Regions from separate parts of the Macaca mulatta genome. Here region 1 is linked to region 2. A link is a contact called in public Hi-C data. All regions are on one chromosome and are shown on one strand. The core of a region is the stretch at or near the end of the contact, and the rest is flanking DNA. Distances in the headings are between cores, read along the strand shown. Region 1 holds the start of CHEK1 (checkpoint kinase 1). Region 2 holds the start of STT3A (STT3 oligosaccharyltransferase complex catalytic subunit A).

Evidence for each region. A called contact is a pair of places that touch in the nucleus more often than the background predicts.
Region 1: a Hi-C map of fetal cortex germinal zone shows a contact between it and region 2, with 1.9 times the contacts expected there. The contact joins the promoter of CHEK1 here to the promoter of STT3A in region 2. A contact is called at or near these places in 2 of 14 Hi-C or Micro-C datasets (cortical neurons and fetal cortex germinal zone).

Annotation. Positions count from the first base shown.
Region 1 is chr14:126,014,250-126,017,827 of T2T-MMU8v2.0, forward strand. CHEK1 (checkpoint kinase 1) reads left to right here and starts at 1,719. Exons shown (of 13, transcript XM_001111431.5): 1 at 1,719-2,615; 2 at 3,355-3,437. The coding sequence starts at 2,001.
Region 2 is chr14:125,979,205-125,982,300 of T2T-MMU8v2.0, forward strand. It overlaps STT3A (STT3 oligosaccharyltransferase complex catalytic subunit A), which reads left to right and starts at 1,599. Exons shown (of 18, transcript NM_001257421.1): 1 at 1,599-1,674.

The DNA of each region.
Region 1 (3,578 bases), core at 469-2,968, 35 kb after region 2:
CTCCGTTTTCAGTAAGGTGCCCAAGCTTTTAACTGTGCCTGATGGTCTTCAGTTCACATACTACGCATTTACCCACTTAAATCTTATACGAGCTTTGGGGAGGGACAGTTCCTTGGTTACACAGAAAGGGAAGGGATACAGGGATCTATTTGCTTTTTATGTAGCCTTTAAACCTACCCCTTTTAGCCCCATTTTTACCTCCATCTTCAGTTACCTGGTGTCACCAGTTCAACTTGAGCTTTTTGAGAGATCTGTGATGTTAATTCTGCTTTCCATTGCTAGCTTTGGGATTGATCTTCATTACCTTTCATCTAAAGGCTTTCTACTTTCCAAAATGTGACTCATACTCTGTTCTTATGGGTTCTTTTAAATATTGGTATCCTTTACTATTAAAATATTTTAGTAAGCTTTCAGAAGAGAATAGAGGCTATTTCCATGTATTCTGTCTTTCACTGGTATTCTGCTGGAGTCTGTATATCTTATTTTTTTCAGGCTAAAAAGACTCCCATCAGACACACAGGAAATTTGCAGGTCTTCCTCTTCTTCATACTCTTTGTTTTCAGCACACAGTGAGGAAACAAGAGAAAATGGGATAAATGATCTAAAAACTTGCTTTTATTTTTATACCAGGCCCTGTGGCTCACTTTTGTAATCCCAGCGACTTGGGATGCTGAGGTAGGAGGATCACTTGAGCCCAGGAGTTCCAGGCTGCAGTGAGCTAAGACTGCCCAGTTGCACTCCAGACTGGGTGAAAGAGCAACACACCCTGTCTCCAAAAACAACAAACTGTAAAAAGATTACATAAAGCCTAATCTGTGATGTCATGATTCAAAACTATACACATAAGCATTTTGAGAGCTTTTTCCTTGATTTTTTTCCTGATTTTGCTTCTTTAAAAGAAATGTGTGTTTTTGTTGTTGGTTGTTTGTTTAGAGGGAGTCTTGCTCTGTCGCCCAGGCTGGGGTGCAGTGGCGCAGTCTCGGCTCACTGCAGCCTCAGCCTCCTGGGTAGCTGGGATTATAGGCATTCGCCATCACGCCCGGCTAATTTTTGTATTTTTAGTAGAGATGGGGGTTTCATCATGTTGGTCAGACTGGTTTTGAACTGCTGACCTCAGGTGATCCACCCGCCTCAGCTTCCCAAAGTGTTGGGATTATAGGCATGAGCCACGGGGCCCAGCCTTGAGTAACATTTTATACTTGTTTTACTTTGTTACTATTATCATAATAGCTAGTTATGCTTAGTGTTTATATGCGGCCCAGTCTTAAGGACTAAGAAAAAAAACATATATAAAATAAACATAAAAATATATATATATACGGAATTTTGCTGTTGCCCAGGTTGGAGTGCAGTAGTGCTATCATAGCTCACTAACCTCTAACTCCTGGACTCAAACGATTGCTCTGCCTAGGCCTCCCAAGTAGCTAGGGCTACAGGGACACACCACCAAGCCCAACTAATTCCTAAAATTTATTTGTAGAGATGGAGTCTCCCTATGTTCCCCAGGCTGGTCCTGAACTCCTGGCCTCAAGCCATTCTCCTGCCTCGCCTTCCCAAAGTGCTGGAATTATAGGCAGGAGCCACTGCGCCCGGCCAGTGCTGGAGAATGTCATGGAGATGATCCTGCCTATCCTTGAGTTCCAGTCTAGTTTACTGTCAGAGAATACTTATTTCAATTTTTCCTATTTTGTTCTCGAGTCTCTTTCCTCAGATTTACTTTTCTAAATGACGTTCGCAGCTTTTAAATTTGCATTGTAAAATTTATTTTGGCTCTCCCCGCCTGTTTTTTGCACATTAAAAATGAAAACTTTTGTAGAACTAAGGTAAGCAGATGGTCTTCCTGCAAAAAGATTGGGCTGAACTAAAGCATTGCTTTGGAGCTGGTTCACAGAAAAAAGGCAAAACTGGTTATCCCGACTTCAAGCTCCAAAATAAACTGCTTTCTTTCTCCGGGAAGTTTCCCCCGCCACACACACTTGACTGCGTGGCCAGTCCTTTCGATGCCTCTCGCTCCCAACACCGAGTTCCTCTCATTTCTTCACAGTCAGCTCTCAGCTGCTGCTGCTAGTTTCTCGGCTCCAGCACCACGGGTACAGCACTCTGAAGTTCACAAAGCACTCTGCAGCACTGACTGTGATCCTCACAGTCCTGTCCGGTGGCCTCCCGCAGGTGGTAGTGCAGCTTTTCAGGCCCAGAGTGGCCAGGAGCTAAGCCCGCAGACCCGCCTGGAAGCGCAGCGCGGACAGTCGCGCGACCCCGCGGCATGGAGGCCTGGGCTTCACCCAGAGGCGCTCGAGCACCGCCCAGCCGAGCCTCACGCCGGATGCCACTTCATATTTGGGCCCAGAGCTCAATTCGCACCGATGCGGTCCGCCGTCCTTAAACCTATTCAGCCAGAATCTCTCCCCGACTGTAAAGCAACTCTGGGCGGGAGCGGCAACCACTCGGCGTCAGTCTTTTGGAGCTGCCGACATTCAGAGAGGCAAGACCCGGGAACGCGCGCTGTCTTGCTTTACGGCACGGGTGCGCGAGTTTGCGGCAGCGTGACGCCAGCAAGTTTTGGCGGGAAAAGCGCTGCATTTGGATTCCTGCAGTGGTGGGCAAAGGACAGTCCGGTGAGCAGGGGCGGCCGGTAGAGTAGGAAAGGCTTCTAAAGAAGGAGTTCGGGGTCTAGATTAGCGAGGGAGGGCACGGTGGGAGAAAGTTAGCATTGACTAGCGCAGGGGATTGGAGAGACTCCTGCGGAGGGGCGGTTTCGGAGGGTGGAGGAATGGTACCAGGAGATTCCCGTTGTAGAGAGGGGGCAGGAGGGACTAACACACTGCTAGCTAAGAACCCCAAGGAAGGGTCCCAGCCCTTCCTTCCGCCTCTCGGGGCAGTTTGGCCCCGCCCCGGCCTCTGGGACGGGTGGGGGTGTGGATGGGGATGGGAATTGGAACTGAGCAATTGGGAGGAGGCGCTGCCGCAGGCGTCTTCTGCCCGGTTCCGCTCCCTCTATCCCCTTTCTTTCTTCCCCAGACCCCCACCTGTCCCTCCTCCTTCCCCAGTCGTTCACCGGAAAGCATTTGTCTCTCACCTCTTCACCACAACGATTAATTTCCTCTGAGGCCTGAGGAGGGCAGAATTTCAACCTTCGGTGTGCGTGGGAATGGCGATTGTGATTTACACGACAAAATGGCCAAGTTTAGAATAGTTCTTCGTGGTTGAAAGACTTGGATAAATGTAGATGAGATATAAGGGGAAGGCAAGAGCTGTTATTTTTCGTGGGGAATCCTGGGGAGAGGCGGGGCGCAGTGGCTTCACAGGTGATCTTACACTCACTTTCCATCTTTTCTGGATTCCTGCCTTTTACAGCCGAGCTCCGGTGGAGTCATGGCAGTGCCCTTTGTGGAAGACTGGGACTTGGTGCAAACCCTGGGAGAAGGTGCCTATGGAGAGTGAGTTCTTTTAACCTTGCCTTTGTCTTCTGAGTGCATATTCATTGTTTTGGAGTCTCATACTCTGGTGATTTAGAGAGTAGATGTTTGAGATCCAAGATTTTTGGCAACTGAAGTTACACAGTCTTTTTGCTAGGATTA
Region 2 (3,096 bases), core at 349-2,848:
TTTTTTTTTTTTTTTTTTTTTGAGATGGAGTCTAGCTCTGTCGCCAGGCTGGAACGCAGTGGCGCGATCTCGGCTCACTGCAACCTCCGACTCCCTGGTTCAAGCGATTCTCCGTCAGCCTCCCGAGTAGCTGGGATTACAGGCACGCGCCACCACGCCCGGCTAATTTTTGTATTTTTAGCAGAGACGGGGTTTCGCCATGTTGGCCAGGATGGTCTCCATCTTCTGACCTCGTGATCCGCCCACCTCGGTCTCCCAAAGTGCTGGGATTACAGGGGTGAGCCACCGCCCCCGACCAAAACTCTTTATTTTGAAGAAGCATTTACTTCAAGTTCTGTAATTCCTTCAGGCTCAGCTTCAGTTTCCTTTTTTTAAAGTAAAATTACATCGAACACTTACTATTAAAAACAAAACAAAAAAAGCAGATCTATTGAATCATAACGTCCTGGGGCGAGCCTGATCATGTGAATGTTTTAAAAAATGCATGTGATTCTAAAGCACTGATTTAAATAATGACCTTTCAATAAGCGGTAGGTTCCGTTCAGGGGAGAGTAAATAGGAAGCTGCGTGAGTGGCAGGGGCAACAAGTTGGAAGAGCTGCGGGACGTTCCCACTCTCTCTGGTGTAGTCTTGGCTCACCAAGGCGCGCAGGGAGTAGAAGTGCCTGAGGATAAAGGTGTATACGTGCGAGCCTGAGATGATGGAATTGCCGCTGAAACTTCGTCCCCTTCTCTGCCCTCAGCAACGTTATTGGGGGTCGGGGAGCGCGTTGGGTGCGGGAGAAGACAGACAAGTTAGAATAGGGAGAGCGGCTCTCTGGCGGGTATCTTACAAAGGGCTGGACTAAGCATGGCCGGGCTGCCTCTCGGTCCCCCGAGGAAGCCCGTCTGCTGCTGGAGAAGGCTGTGCCTCCGTGGCGGTGGCTGTCTCAGCCGGCAGTGGAGACGCCTCCAGCTTAGCCCCGACAACCCCTTTACGCCTAGGCACGCTCTTTCACAAAGCTAGGGGCTGTGAACTCTGCCAAGGTTCCCAGGTCCATCGCAGTTACCAGAGCACTGTAAAAGCTCTTGAGCCAACTATCAGGCACATCCTGCAAAAGACGCAGTCTGGACCAGGAAGCGTTTGAAATGCTTCCCTCCTCTCCATTCACCTTGTATTACGTAACAATTTCTACCTTAAAAAAGAGGGAGACCAGCGGCTCCGCATTCCGAGTTACTGGGACTTGGAGCAAGGGCCTATTTCAGCGTAGTTTCCGCTTCTTGTCACATGACGGGAGTCAGCGGGCCACTGCTTTCCACCGCGACTCCCCGTGGGTCCGCCGACCGACACGTCACTCCTCGGCCCTCAACCAAACTGCTTGGGGCACGTTCTTGCCGCGCTCTTGACTCCTACGCGCCGGCCTATGACAGCTCGGCGGGAGCACGCAGACACGCCTCTAGACTGCTAAGCGATAGCTGTAATGACCAATTAAAAACTGGAATCGCGGTTCGGTTTACGCCTCCGAGTTTGACAGACAGTTCCCAGATCCTATCGCTCTCCCGAAGCGTCGAATTGGCCTGGAGCCAGCCAACGGGGGCGCGGTCGGGGAGGCGGACCCGGCTGCTGCCAGGGTTGGGTGCGCCGCTGAACGGATGGCAGAGGGAGCCCAGCGGATCGCCTAGGAAAGCCGGCCAGGTGAGAAGGCCATAGAACGTAACTTGAAAATCAGCGGCAGGTGCAGTCCATGGCGTTGGTGGGGCTGAACGAAGTGTGCACGGGGCAAAACTCTAAGTGGGGATGGAGAGCAGAGCTTAGGGCCTTGCAGAGGAGGGGGCGTGGGGCGTGGTGTGGGGGCTTCCTGGATGGAAGGATGTGAAGGTCTGGGGAGGGAAGGTAAGGTGGATCTTGGGGACAGAGCGTGGGAAACACTGGGTCCTGGGACTGGTTATGGAGGGGAGGGCGCGTAGGATGCTGGGGTGATGAGGGTCGCGCTGGGGGGTGTCAGAGGTGGTCAGTTCTTTGAGGGCGGGAAGAAGAGGGAGGTGGGACCCGCTGGAGAGACCAGGAGGGAGAAGAGAGTAAACGATTGTGAGAGGGTGTGGAAACGTGTGTAGGGAAACGGGGCTGGGGAAATTGCAGTCTGGGAAACTACAGCTAGGGTGGCAGGAGATGCCACACTTTGCAGAGCACAGTTGAGGAGAGCAGATTGGTAAGTGTTTTAAGAAAGGTGTCTTTGCTCTTATTTGCTTGGCCGTGTGCGAAAGTGACCAAAGAGCACGAGATGAAATCTCCCTTACGGCCCTGCCCTAAATGACTAGCTCCTTTACTCAGTTTTCAAGTAGAGGTCCTAGCAGTCTCATTTTGGTGTGCGGCTCATATCAACGCAGTGGTGTTAAGTTTGTTCCTATTTCAGGCATTCCAGAAAACAGCTGCAAACCCTGAGAGATATGGCTGGTTTGCTGACCTCCTGGAGTAGTTAGGCCTTTATTTTTAGTTTCAAAATAAGATTTCCCTTTGGGACTATACTTAAACACATTTCTAAAACTGCTCTTCTGGGACAGTTAATTATGGAAAACATGCTTGACTTCTCAGTGTTGGTGCCAGCATTCTATAAGCCTTCCACCTAGTCCAGTATGTGGGGTTTTTTTTTCTCCTTTATTCTAATAATAGTGGGAAAAAAGATTCATGGGGGAGGATAGACAAAGGTTTGTTAACAGATACATAAGTACAACTAGATAGGAGGAATAAATTCTAGTGTTCTATAGGATAACTATGATTAGGAGTATAATTAACAAAAATACACAATTTATTGTATATTTTCAGATAGCTGGAAGAGTGGATTTTGAATATTCCTAAGACAAAAAAAAAATAAATGTTTGAGGTGATGAATCTACTAATTATCCTGACTTGATATTACACATTATATACATGTACAGAAATGTCACACTGTACTCCATAAATAGGTACAATTACGTGTCAATCAAAAACAATAAAAGCAAAAAGTCTTGAACGATATCCTTTGTTATAATCGTTATAACTTAGCCCTTGATCACATTGTAATTTAAGAAGGTAGGGCTGGGTGTGGTAGCTCACGCCTGTAATCCCAGCACTTTGGGA